Regions from separate parts of the Mus musculus genome. Here regions 1 and 3 are each linked to region 2. Evidence: chromatin contacts called from public promoter capture Hi-C data. All regions are on one chromosome and are shown on one strand. Each heading gives the region's core, a stretch centred on a gene start, on an enhancer-like site or on the middle of the called end of the contact. The rest is flanking DNA. Distances are from core to core; before and after follow the strand shown.

Region 1 (4,482 bases), core at 1,848-4,347, 630 kb after region 2:
TTTGAACTGTGTTTACCTGGCCCAAGAGATTTCAAAAGAGAAGAATTTCAGTATGTGGCATAAAGACTGTTTTTGTGGTATTTTGGTGAAGAATGTGGTTACTTTTTGCCCCTGTCTGAAAAGTCTGCCTGAGGCTAAGGTGAAGAGACTTGGATTAATTGCATTAACTGCATTGACAAAGGAAGTTTCAAAAAAGCCCAGCAGAGACTCTGTTCTCTGGTTAGGTCTTATGAAGAGAAGTTTGAACAAGCATAGCAAGCTTAGAAAGGCCAAATATAAAATATATGGTTCGAGTATTAAAGGAGTACCAGGAAGTGAAATGGAGCAAAATCCTGTGTTCTAGGAGATAACAGATTAAGGGAGTGGGACTTTGGGGCAAGATCCTACCCAGCTAAATTAAATACAGGCATGGTGGTACACACCTTTAATCCCAGGAGACAGGCATGCTGATCTCTGCATTCAAGGTCTCTTGCTTCAGAGCAAGATCCAGGATAGCCAAGCTTAGGCAGTGAAGGATTTGGAAAACAGAAAGCCAGTGACAATGTACAAGGGGATCATGTTCTAGTTCCTGCAAGCAGCAGAACTCGCAGCTTCAGTCATGTGGCTCTGGCTCTAGAGTTAAGAATGGAAGGAACTACTGGTTAGCTGGAGCTAAGAAACTAGTAATGATTAAGTAAGAAGAGACCAGCATCACTGAGGTGACATCTTCTGGGAAGTGTTTTCTGGGAGCACAAGAAGCTGTGTTCCAGAGATAGCCAAGGTTGTACCTTGTGCTGCAGCTGGACTTGGTAATGTATAAGAGTCACCCAGATAGTACTGGTTTTGATTATTTTGTTTGTTTGTTTGGTTTTTTTGGTTTTTCGAGACAGGGTTTCTTTGTATAGCCCTGGCTGTCCTGGAACTCACTTTGTAGACCAGGCTGGCCTCGAACTCAGAAATCTTCCTGCCTCTGCCTCCTGAGTGCTGGGATTAAAGGCGTGTGCCACCACGCCCGGCTGGTACTAGTTTTGAAAGCATGAAGGGGTTATGAAGAGCAGCTGAGGCTTGGCACTGTGAGAGGCCATGGAAGGCCATTGGTGAAGGTGCAGCCATAGTTGTAGTTGATGGCCCCGGACTGAAGGGGTCATGCAAAGGATTTGAGGATTGGCACCATGAAGAGAGCCTATGAGAGGCTATTGGTGAAGCCTAGTTGGAGTAGAACACCCCAGTGTATTGGAGATGTCAGTACCCTGGGATGATCACCAAGAACAAGCCGTAGTGGAGTGGATCAACCTGAGCTTAGAATGCTACTGAGGGCAGAGCTGGAGAAGTGATGCCAGCCCTTAGGAGCCCAAAAGATCAAGTGGAATCCCAGACACTGAAACAAGAAGCTGTAACATTGAAATTGCCTTGGAGACTCAAAGCTATTAAAGATGCCAGAGCCATGGGATACGTGCTAAGGAAAGCTGCTAACAGGGAGTGGAACCAGCCCAGGAGAAAGCAGTTGTTGCAGTCAACAAAGATGAAAAAGGAGTGGAGATCTGAAGACCGCTTTGACATCAGCCATGGAGACGCAGAGTTTGGAGTTTACCCAGCTGGTTTCCTGTCTTTCTTTGGGGATTACAGTTAAGTGATTGGATGAATCTCAGAAGAGACCTTGAACTTTGGATTTTTAATATTGTTGAGACTGCTATAGACTATGAGGACTTGAAAAGTTTGACTAAATGCATTTTTTTTTGTTTTTGTTTTTGTTTTTTTTTTTTGAGGCAGGGTTTCTCTGTATAGCCCTGGCTGTCTTGGAAATCACTTTGTAGACCAGGCTAGCCTTGAACTCAGAAATCCGCCTGCCTCTGTCTCCGGAGTGCTGGGATCAAAGGCATGTGCCACCACACCACCATAGCATTTTGCATTATGCTATGTTTAAGTATGGCCCCCCATAGACTCATGTTTTTGAACAAGTCTATGGGGGGCCAGGGAGTGGAGCATGATGGTTTGTATATTCTTGGGCCAGGGAATGGCACCATCTGGAGGTGTGGCCTTGTTGGAATAGGTGTGACCTGGTTGGAATGGGTGTGTCACTGTGGGTGTGGGCATAAGATCCTCACCCTAGTTGCCTGGAAGTTAGTCTTCCACTAGCTGCCTTTGGATGAGGACATAGAACTCTCAGCTCTGCCTGTGCCATGCCTGCCTGGATACTGCCATGCTCCCACCTTAATGATAATGGACTGAACCTCTGAACCTGTAAGCCAGCCACAAGTAACTGTTGTTTTTTATAAGACTTGCCTTGGTCATGGTGTCTGTTCACAGCAGTAAAACCCTAACTAAGACACAGGTCATCCATACAGCTCCGGTCTGACGCCTGTGGACAGGTTTCTCCCTACCGGAAAGCATCCTCTTGCAATTCCCCTTACCCTAAGCCCTGTCATCCTTAGGAGGCCTGCAAAGGGGGTGGGAAAAAACCACCGGGAACTACTCAGCCAACTGCCTTCTGCTTTCTTAGTGTTTTCTAATCAGGGAAGACATAAACCCATTAAGTAGAAGAGGAAAGCTGTATAATTGTTATGGAAACATTTGATAGCCACTGCTTCTTAGACTAATAAGTCCACAAAGGGAAACAATGTCCTTTTACATTTGGTCGAGTGGGTTGGTTTTTGAAGTCACTGAATGTTGCAGAGTTTAATCAAGAAAGATGAACCTCGCCTTCTAATCCGGACTCTTACTAGTTAACTGGCAAGCTGCACCCGGAGTCCGCAACCCCAGTCTCAGGGGCAACAAAGATGAACACACGCAAACCTGCGACGTGATTTAATGTCAGGTTAGGCCCCAGGGAAGGTCACTCCGGGCATAAATTAACTGGGTCAGAGGGGCCCTGATTACTCCATAATTCTGACCAGCAGCAGAGCCTTGGCTTTCCGGAGGAAAGTCTCCAGGGTTTCCCAGAAGCAGGAGTAGAAATAGAGTGGAAGCTTTGCAGCTCACAGCCAGAGCTGGACAGGGCGGCCCGAGGAGGGGCGGAGCCACACCGCGGGGCGGACGGGGTTCCCCGAGGCGGGGCGGGGCCAAGGCCGATGGTGGGGGCGTGGCTGTAGCAAGCACGCGGCCTCTACCAATTTGGCACAGGGGAGACGTTGCCTTCCCAGGATGCCGCTCCGTTATGCGCCGGGCCGTCCGTGTCGCCGTCCTCCCCTCCGCTGATGGGCGCTGCGGGCAGGGTCACCGCTTCGCTGTGTCCTTGCGGACGCCGGGCGGACGCTGCCTAGCAGACGCGCGCCTGCGAGCGAACGGCCGTGTTCTGAGGAGAGCAGCGGTCGTGTAAACCTCAATAATGTTGTGTCGGGCGGCGTGCAGGTGAGCGGCAGGGCCCCGGGGCCTCGGCGTCCCCTACGGGTGGGTCTCGGGGCGGCGGGCGTGGCTGGCTCGCCGTGTCAGTGGCGTGACCCGCCGTCCTCTCTGTTCCTCTCAGCACGGGCAGGAGGCTGGGCCCTGTGGCCGGTGCCGCGGGCTCCCGGCACAAGCACAGCCTCCCAGACCTGCCTTACGACTATGGCGCGCTGGAGCCACACATTAACGCGCAGATCATGCAGCTGCACCACAGCAAGCACCACGCGGCCTACGTGAACAATCTCAACGCCACCGAGGAGAAGTACCACGAGGCTCTGGCCAAGGGTAGGTGCGGGGCCCCTGCACACGAGGATCCCGGTGGCCGGACGGAGGTCTGTTTCGATGCCGGGGAATACCTCCGTTGGTTCGCATAAACGTCCTTTCCTATCCCGGAAAACACAGGACCTCACGAAAGTACTTGACGGACCTTACTGTTGTGTCCTTTTTTGTCACCCGTGTTGCTAGCTAGCATTGGTGGTGGTCCTTTAAAGACAGCTCTCGGACGCTGCTCCTTTTTGCGTAATGAATATTTAGTTTTTGTTTTGCATATGAATATTTAAAATATGCGGTTGTTATATAACGTGGCTTCAGGAGAGTTTGTTTTGCTTATTTTTCAGGTAGCCTTGGCAGCCATTTGCAGGAGGGTTGAGAGTGCCCGAGCTGGGTCAGCCAGGTGCCCTTGGGTGAGAGGGTGGTTGGGGCTAGAAGTGGCTGGGGTTTTGCTGAGAGCAAGCGATATTGGTGGCCTGGCAGCAGGTGCAGGAGAGGGTCTGAAGTGGCATCAGAAGACTGCAGTCCGAGTTGTGATTATTGTCACCGTTGTGGACAACAATAGGATTAGTTCAGTCTAGGGCTGGGACTCCCTGACCCCTTGGATATCTCTGGACATCCTGTTTCACACTCTTTACCCTTGGGGGGGGGGGGAGGAAAAGACAGGAACGAGCACTTAGCTGCAGAACAGGCTAGACTTGGTACTTTTGGGGTCAAAGTTCACAAGAAAAATAGCTATTTTGTGAGAAACTGAGTATCTGTCACTGAATGGAACAGTAGGCAAGCTTATTTATTTACCTATATTTTTAAGCGCTCAGCCAACAAAATCCATAGTGCAGAGTTCTGTGTTTG
Region 2 (4,164 bases), core at 1,497-3,996:
ATTATTTTTTTCTCATCACAGGGAAAAATCCAGACAAAAACAGCTTGAAAGAAGAATTTATTTCAACTGAGCAGCCTTCTGCTGAATAGACCCCTGTCTGGGCCAGTGAAAATGCCAGGTAGTTTGCTCATAACTGTGGCCTACGTGGAACATGGCGACCTGCTGGCACAAGCCAAGGCTCACCTTCAAAAGGTTCTACAACCTCCCAAGACAGTGCCACCAAGTGGGGACTAGTGTTTAAAATCATGAGTCTGTGAGGGATGTTTCAAACCTTTAAAATCACTCAAAAAACAACAAAAAACCACCACCAACAACAAAAAACAGATAAAAAGTTTTGTAAGCATACAGTTCTGATAACATTCTTATGGTGACTGGTTAAGGAGGAAGGCCAAAATAAGACTTTAAGTGGAAGGCAACTTATAGTGGCATAGCAAAGCCATCATGTATCTGGTGAAATCTGGTTTTATTTTCCCCAAAGTCTTTTGGAAGGAAAAAAAAAACTGCTTGTTACTGACTTTTTGTATTGCTTCTAATTTATTAAACTGGGCTGGCGGGTTCAAAAAAGGGGAGGTAAGGCCAGTGGTGGGTATGAGGAGAGGAGAAGGCTGGCTGACAAAATATCAGGGTGTGCTCACACTCAGGTGCCCCCATCTGTCTGCTGTGTGGGGCACTCCTGGAGAGACATGACCGTTGTCAATTCATTCCCACAGGGCACACATCACAGGCCAAGGAAACTAATTCCAACTGAATCTAGCTGGGAGAACCAACTACCAAAGGTTGCCTCCTCACAGGAACTCCCCTGACACTCTCACCCCAGGTGCAGGCGGCTCTACCGAGGCTCTACCGAGGAGAATCTCCCATGCTAGTTCTCTGCTCCTGTAGAACAGAGGGAGGGCCTGGTGCAGCTCGAAGTTGACTGAGCCCCATACATTTGTCAGCTTCCTGAGTCTCACAGACCTCCTGGCTTCCTCAAGGAGGAGCGATGCCTAGCACCGTGACATGCTGCCTACCTCTCCCCTCCCTCTCCTTGCTTGTCTTCCTGGTTTTCCTGCATGGGCTTTATTCTCATGGGATTCTATACAAGCTTCTACCTGAGACATCCTGGCACCTGATCCTGTAACTAGTTGTCATGGGAAGGAGTTTGTAGCCAGGGAAGAACAGCGGCTGCTTTGTCTTTATCCCACACCAACAGAGAGGAGTCCATTTCTAAATATTTTCAAATATAAAATGGGAGGCTTTAAAGCATTTGAGCCTCCAGCCAAGAAAAAGTTCAGACTCTACCATTAAAGTTGAGATGATTGGTAGAGAGAGACATGCACCTGTATGTAGTCTTAGCACTCAGACAGCAGAGACAGGAGGATCACTGTGAGTTCCAGGCTAGCCCAGGCTACAGTAGGAGACTATGTCAAAGCAACAAGAACAAATAAACAAAAAGATAGTCTTTCAGCTGAATCCCTCCACTTTTGAGGGTATTACCATGATACTGCGAGTTCTTATGGAGGAGAGATCCACACTGGAGGGGATATTAAGAAAGGACTGGGAAGCGGAAGGTATATATATATATATATATATACACACACACACATATATATGTATATATACACACACATATATTATGAATACATATACACACATATACATATATGCATAAATACATATATATGCATATGCATACATATATATAATGCAGATATACATTCATATATATACACATACACATACCTATATGTGTATATGTACAAGTATACACACATATATACCTACATACACATACATATGTATATATCTATATATACACATACATATGTATATACTTATATATACACATACGTACATACATACACACACACATGTGTGTGTGTGTGTCCTCAAAGGCCAGAAGAGGACATTAGATCTCCTGGAGCTGGTGTTATGAGTGACTGTGAGCTGTCTGATGTGGGTGCTGGAACTTGAATTCTGGAGCAGCAGTAAGTGCTTCACTTACCACTGAGTTCTTTTTCCAACTCACAAACGGATTTCAACACTGCACAGTAGGCTAGTGGTGCTTCTCCATGGTTTGGCCCTTGCCCGGCAATGCCGAGTCTCACTATACAGGTGGGTCAAGGGCTAAAACACACCAGGACAGAAGTTATGTACTGCTTAAGTTTGAAAGCGGCGTGAATATGACGGTGTTGTAAAAATGATATGACTTAGTCAAACTGCTTAGTCAACATCAGGGCTGGGAGAGAGCTGAGGGGTCACCAAAGCCAAACCAAACCAAAACCAACCGCTACTCGCAACATAACGGATGAAAAACAAGCTCATACAGCTTACGCAATACACACACTGAGACATCATGTGTTACCCCAGGCCCCTCTTCTGAAAATGGGAACAGGGTACAGCCGATTGCCAGTAAGGTCAAACGAGGCTGAGTATGGACCACTTGGCAGAATCTGGCATATGGGAGGCACTCAGCAAAGGAAGAAGAGAGAAAGAAATGAGAGGAGACTGGCAACATGGTGGCTTGGGAGGAGGGAGGAGGGAGGAAGTAAGAGGGAAGAGGGAGGACGGAGAGGTGTAACAGGGTGTAGGGGTCCAATGGGGAAGGCCACTGCCATCACTTCCAGCATCTACCACAGGCTCTGCTCAAACATTTTGTAAGCTCCCTGTTCGAGGTAATGTTTGCTCTTTCTGCATACAGTGGTGGGGGCCCCAGAGAATAATTAACCTATTTGGACTACCTTGCTTGTGGATGCCTCTGTTCCCCTTTAAGTCAACACCAGGAACTAGGACACAGTTGTCCAGGTGCTGTTGGCCAGTCCCAACATGGACCATAAGGAAGTAATCCTTCTGTTTCTCTTGCTTCTGAAACCAGGTAAGATTTTGATGCACAGGTTTCGTTCCGCTTTTTAAAAATTCTAGCCATCCATTAAAAATAGATTCGCTGTGTCTTTTTGGGCAATTCATTTAAATGAGCTATTGGCTTATGGGACTTTCAGCTTAAAGTGTCAGACTGAGGAGTTCGACATATAAATTCAGTTTCCCTGTGAATACTGCTTGGGTAGGGATGGACAGGCAGAGCAAGCCACCAGTGGCTTTGTAAACCTAATTGAAGGGGGATTTTGGAGGGGTCTGACTAAAGGGCAATGTGGCTCAGTGGTAGAGCACTTGGCTAGCATATTTGAGGTTCTGGGTTCAGTTCCTGGTGGTGGTAGTTAGTGGGCTTAGATGGTCTACCTCTTTGCCTTGTTTTCAGTGTGACTGATTAGAAACTTTTGTTGAGCCATCCTGTTTCCATTGGGATCTTCTGTTTGGCTGAAGGAAGGCTTTGCATGGGTACACATCTGCCTCTGATGCTTCCGTGAGTCACATAGGTCCATTTTAAAGTGTCATGTATTTGCAGTAATTAAACAAATACCTATTTAGAGGTCAGGGTTCCTACACACATTGTGTGTGTGTGTGTGTGTGTGTGTGTGTGTGTGTGTGTGTGTGTGTAGAAACTAGCACTGGGGACACTATAAGCTTAGGGGTCACTCCGAACCAGATTCTCTGCAGTAGGATCAACATGTATCTCTGCCAATTGAGGGGCATTCCTTCATAAGGTCTTTGTCAAAGTACTTGTCATTATCTACAGAAATGGCTTGACTTTCATTTCCTATTGCACAGAAATAGCCTGGGAGAGGATAAAAACGCTTCTTCCACAACTGTGAACAAACTATTGATTTTTTTTTGAGATAAAGTCATATTATATAGTCCTGACCAGACTGAAACTTGCTATGTAGACCAGGCTAGCCTTTAACTCTCAGAAGCCCACTTCTGCTTCCCAAGTGCTAGGATAAAAAGTGTCATCCATCAAGCTCAGCAGAGATTTAATTTTGCACACTCAAGTACACACACACACACACACACACACACACACACACACACACACCATAGTAATGAAAAAAGCCTCTTTGCTTTGATGGTAATACCCATCTATATTTAGTCTGTTACAAAGAAATAATTTTCCTACTAAAAGATTTGTTTCAAGTCTCCTTATCAATATACTATATTAAACTTTATTTTCTACAAGAGCCCTGGAGGTAAACAGAAGAGATAAAGATTTGGAGAAAAAATTCAAATACAAAAGAAAAGATTCGGTTCCTCTTGGGGACATGTCTTTGGAGTGGCAGCTCCTTGGGTGGA
Region 3 (4,233 bases), core at 889-3,388, 560 kb after region 2:
AGCCTCTCCCTCCCTCCTTCTGTCCCTTCTTTTCTTTTTTGACAAAGAGGCTGGCTAGTAGCTCAGGCTGGCCTCACTCTCATAAGGCTCAGTTCTCAGACTCTAGAGTGCTGGGGTTATAGCCATGCACCCCCAGGCTGGGCAATGTGGAACTTTCTGGATGCTGAGATGATGCCACTGTAGAGTTCCTGTCAGGCAGAAATCAAAATGCAGGTGTATAACAGGGTTAGGTCACTGTGAAAGGCCACCTAGCCCCTTTACATGGATGCACACTATTTAGTTCAAGTACAAAATCATAAATATTTTGTATTACCTTCAGCTTATATATGTAAAGTCTATACTAAATGAAATTTCTACACAGAACTGGGTCCCAGCTGATTATATGTATCATATATACATATATATATATATATATACACACACACACAAATATACATATATATATAATTTCAATTACATCTATCCAACATATACTTAAAATTTAATATACATTGAAATAAAAGTATGTTGGGGTTGTAAATTCTGAAATAAGAACCTTTCCACTGGGCAATGGTGGCAAACGCCTTTATTCCCAGCACTTAGGAGACAGAGGCAGGCAGATTTTTGAGTTTGAGGCCAGCCTGGTCTACAGAGTGAGTTCCAGGATAGTCAGGGCTACACAGAGAAACTGTCTTGAAAAAAGAAAAAAGAAAAAAACTTTCCAAATGTTCAGGGGTTTGAAGAGATGGCTCAGTGGTTAGGAACACTGGCTTCTCTGGGGGGCTGGGGGTGGTGATTCCCATCACCCACACGGCAGCTCACAACCACAAACATCTATAACTCCAGGACCAGGGAAGACAATGCCTTCTTCTAGCTTCTGCTAGCACCAGGCAGGCAAGTGGTATATAGACATATATGCAGACAAAACACCCATTAAAAAAATACAGAATATTCAACTGGCACACATACAAATGGTCTCAGACAGAGTAAGAGCAGAACTTGGTATTGAATATTAACAATTTTCTCTACAGTTGATTCAAATGTGTGCTGAGGGAGCACAGGGCAGGGCAGGAGTGGGAACTCATGACCACATGCATGCTCACCACACACTTCACCACTGATCTATACACCCAGGCCCCAAACCAATCATCAACATCAGTAGTCACTGATCTCCAAGCCCAGCAGGAATCAGAGCTATGATGAAGCATTCTTAGACTCTCCTGCCTTTCTCCGGACAGTCCCCTGGAGTGAGGGACAGCTGATCTCCTGACAAAGTGGACCAGGGTAGAGCTGCTCTGCTGCAGCCCCACTCGCAGCTGTGGCACAGTGCCAGGCCCACACACTTTTATTGACTGTGTGACATGTTAGGGGTATGTGGAGGACTGTGAATACTTTGCTGTGCTTCTAACAATGCAAAGGCGATACAGTCCCGTGGTCTAAGATCACTCACCGAAAAGGCTTGTAAAGGAGCTGTGACTTCAGCCAGAGGAAGGAGGAGGGACAGAAAGAATCCTAGCAGAGAGAACTCCAAGCAAAGCAATGTATGGTGGTGGTGGTGTGTGTGCGCGCACACACACACATATAAATAAATGCTGTTTCTAGTGAACCAGATCTGTCCTGGGCTACTGAGGAGTTACCTGCCGTCAAGACATGTCCAAATATGACCTCGGACACCTCTTCTGGAGCCACCTTGGCCCTCTGCAGGACTTCTTTGATGACAGTTGTCCCCATTTCGTGGACAGGCACGGTGGACAGGGCACCATTGAAGGAGCCTACAATGGAATGGGGAAGAGGGAAGGAATCTGAACCAAGAGCACACTGAGGACCACCGAGGGGGAGGGTGGGGACTTTAAATCAGTGCTTTGCCAAGCCCAGGGCTGCCCAAATTCAGACCACTAGTATCTGCCACCACAGGGTGACAGATGAACCATCAGGCATGCAAGCAGGCAGTTGGCAGGGTTCTCTGTGCACCTGTAGGGTAGCAGGTGGGAAGCCTCCGCAACACTGACCTATGGCGGTACGGGCCGCCGAGACGATGACCACTGGGTCGGATCTTGTGTTCATCCTGTTGCTCTCCCCTGGCGTCTGCACAGCCCTGGCTGCAGCTGAAGCAAACTTTGCTAAATTCTGGCTGAGTTGGAGATGGAGCCTCAACGGCTCCGCCCCGCCCCGCCCCGCCCCGCCCTCCCCGCCCCGCCCCTGCTCAGCAGCTCCCCTGATCCCCACTCCTCCTCAGCTCAGGGATGGTGAAGAACAGGGTGTGCAAGGTCTAGGGGTCTTAGAGTGTGACATAGATAGAGACCTGGGGGTTCCGGGTGTTAGAGTGAGAGCGATCAGCGTTGGGGGAAGTCTCAAGCTGTGGACTTTGAACGCTTGCAACACAATCCCGGAATCTTTCTCTGTATCCCTTTTCTGTCTGTTTTTGTGTATTTTCGAAACAATGAGGGTGACTAAAAGTCTACCTCTGATGATTCAGCCGGGACTGGAATGCCCTGGCTATAATTCCCGAACACGCCAGAAGGAACAGGATACAGTGTCGGTCAATTCGCAGGAACTTTGAGATTTCTCCAAGTGTGCCTGGGCGCTGTAAACCCTAGTTCACTTGGTTGCTAAAAGTCGTGTTCTTGGCTAGAGGAGAACCCCAGGGGCCGAGGATGGAAGGTGATCTGAAGATCTTATTCATTAAAGGTCCCTTAGGGCCACAGATCACGGCTGTTTAAAACACCTGCAGCCAAAGTCAGAATTTGTCTGGACTTTCTAATTACCTCTACCTTGCTAGAAATCGGTCCTCCCACAAGCGGTCCAAATAATCCACAGAATGTGTGCAAGCAGAAGTTATTTCTGCAGAGGCCACGCAACTACTCTAAATCCTACAGGCTGGGGTGAGGCTGGGCTTTCAGACAGGAAGGGCCAGTGTGCTTCACTTCAGAGCTTGGCCACACACACAAACACACGCACCCATGCACGCACACAAGCGCATACATATATATGTGCATAAATACATGTATATATATTTTTCCAAAGGAAAAAATCTTACTAGATTTATTTTATGTATATCAGTGTTTTGAGTTTTTGTTTGCCTGCATACATGTATGTGCACCGTTTATGTTCCTAGTTCCCCAGGTAGGTCAGAAAAAGGCATTGGATTCCCTGGAATGGAGTTAGGATGATTCTGAGTCACTATGTGGGGGCTGGGAACTAACTCAGGTCCCAACAATTTAACTCTCTCTCTCTCTCTCTCTCTCTCTCTCTCTCTCTCTCTCTCAGACGTGATTTTATAATGTAGCCCTTAGCTGACCTATGCCACGATGTAGGTCAGGTTGGCCTGGAATTTAGGGATCTACCTGCTTTTACTCCCTGAATGCTGGGGTGAAAGCTGGGTGCCCCCATACCTGGCTTTAGCACCTGGCTTTAGCCTTACACTGTTATTACATAGTTGCCTAACTCAAGGCAAACTACAAGTGTAACTTTTGAAAGCAGATGTAACCTTGGGCACACACTATTATCTGAGAAAAAAAATGCTGAGCAGGAAGGTATTTCTGCCAGAACATGTCTTATCTAATTAAAGATGGAACACCCTTGGTCTCATTTAATCTTGTAATGTTCCATGTACATCTTCCTTTTGCAGACTCCCTCTGGCTATTCTCCCCACCCCCTGCCCCCTCCCTCACAGGCTGGCTGCCGGACGGACTCCCAGTGTTCTGAAAGGATAGCCATTCTGGTTTGCTTCTGCAGTTTCATGCGGTTTCCATTCCATTTCCCCCTTACACTCTGGCCACTCTTCAGCCCCCTTTGTGGGCTTACTCTGTCCCTTACCCAACTTTGCAGCAGCTCTAGGGAAACATCGGGTCCACCCCATCCCTTCAGTAACCACCGGTCTCGCTGACAACTCTGGAATCCTTGTATTTAACTTAGTTGTCTATGAGCAGACTGGTCCTCTCTATTTAAACTCCCTAGGATTGGAGTTCAATTCGCAGCACCCAGCACTGGCTTACCACCACCAGGAGCAGCCATTGCCCCTGGCTCCCTCCGGTTATTCACATGGAGCCCACCCCACCATTTAACTAGAAATGGGGCTAGCGAGATGGCTCAGTGGCTGAGGACTAGTAGTTCTTGCAGGGGACTTGGGTTCAGTCCTAGCACCCACATGGTGGCTCACAATCCATTCCAGGGATCTGATGCCCTCCGGTTCTCAAATGTGCATATACAAACGTGGGAACACAAACACACAAAAATAAATCTTGGCTTATTCCT

What was found. Promoter capture Hi-C pulls out the DNA fragments that hold promoters and counts their contacts.
Region 1: a promoter capture Hi-C map of liver shows a contact between it and region 2, with 3 times the contacts expected there. The contact joins the promoter of Sod2 here to the promoter of Plg in region 2. A contact is called at or near these places in 4 of 39 promoter capture datasets (cranial neural crest, liver and pre-B cells) and 1 of 115 datasets of contacts at active chromatin or transcription factors (T-cell acute lymphoblastic leukemia).
Region 3: a promoter capture Hi-C map of liver shows a contact between it and region 2, with 3 times the contacts expected there. The contact joins the promoter of Acat3 here to the promoter of Plg in region 2. A contact is called at or near these places in 5 of 39 promoter capture datasets (the HPC-7 cell line, cranial neural crest and liver), 2 of 484 Hi-C or Micro-C datasets (both in liver) and 2 of 9 other capture datasets (adipose tissue and pancreatic islet).

The regions. Positions count from the first base shown.
Region 1 is chr17:13,004,742-13,009,223 of GRCm38.p6, forward strand. It overlaps Sod2 (superoxide dismutase 2, mitochondrial), which reads left to right and starts at 3,098. Exons shown (of 5, transcript NM_013671.3): 1 at 3,098-3,327; 2 at 3,443-3,645. The coding sequence starts at 3,305.
Region 2 is chr17:12,375,863-12,380,026 of GRCm38.p6, forward strand. It overlaps Plg (plasminogen), which reads left to right and starts at 2,747. Exons shown (of 19, transcript NM_008877.3): 1 at 2,747-2,854. The coding sequence starts at 2,806.
Region 3 is chr17:12,938,258-12,942,490 of GRCm38.p6, forward strand. Acat3 (acetyl-Coenzyme A acetyltransferase 3) reads right to left here and starts at 2,139. Exons shown (of 9, transcript NM_153151.3): 1 at 1,989-2,139; 2 at 1,617-1,751. The coding sequence starts at 2,043. It also overlaps the pseudogene Gm20591.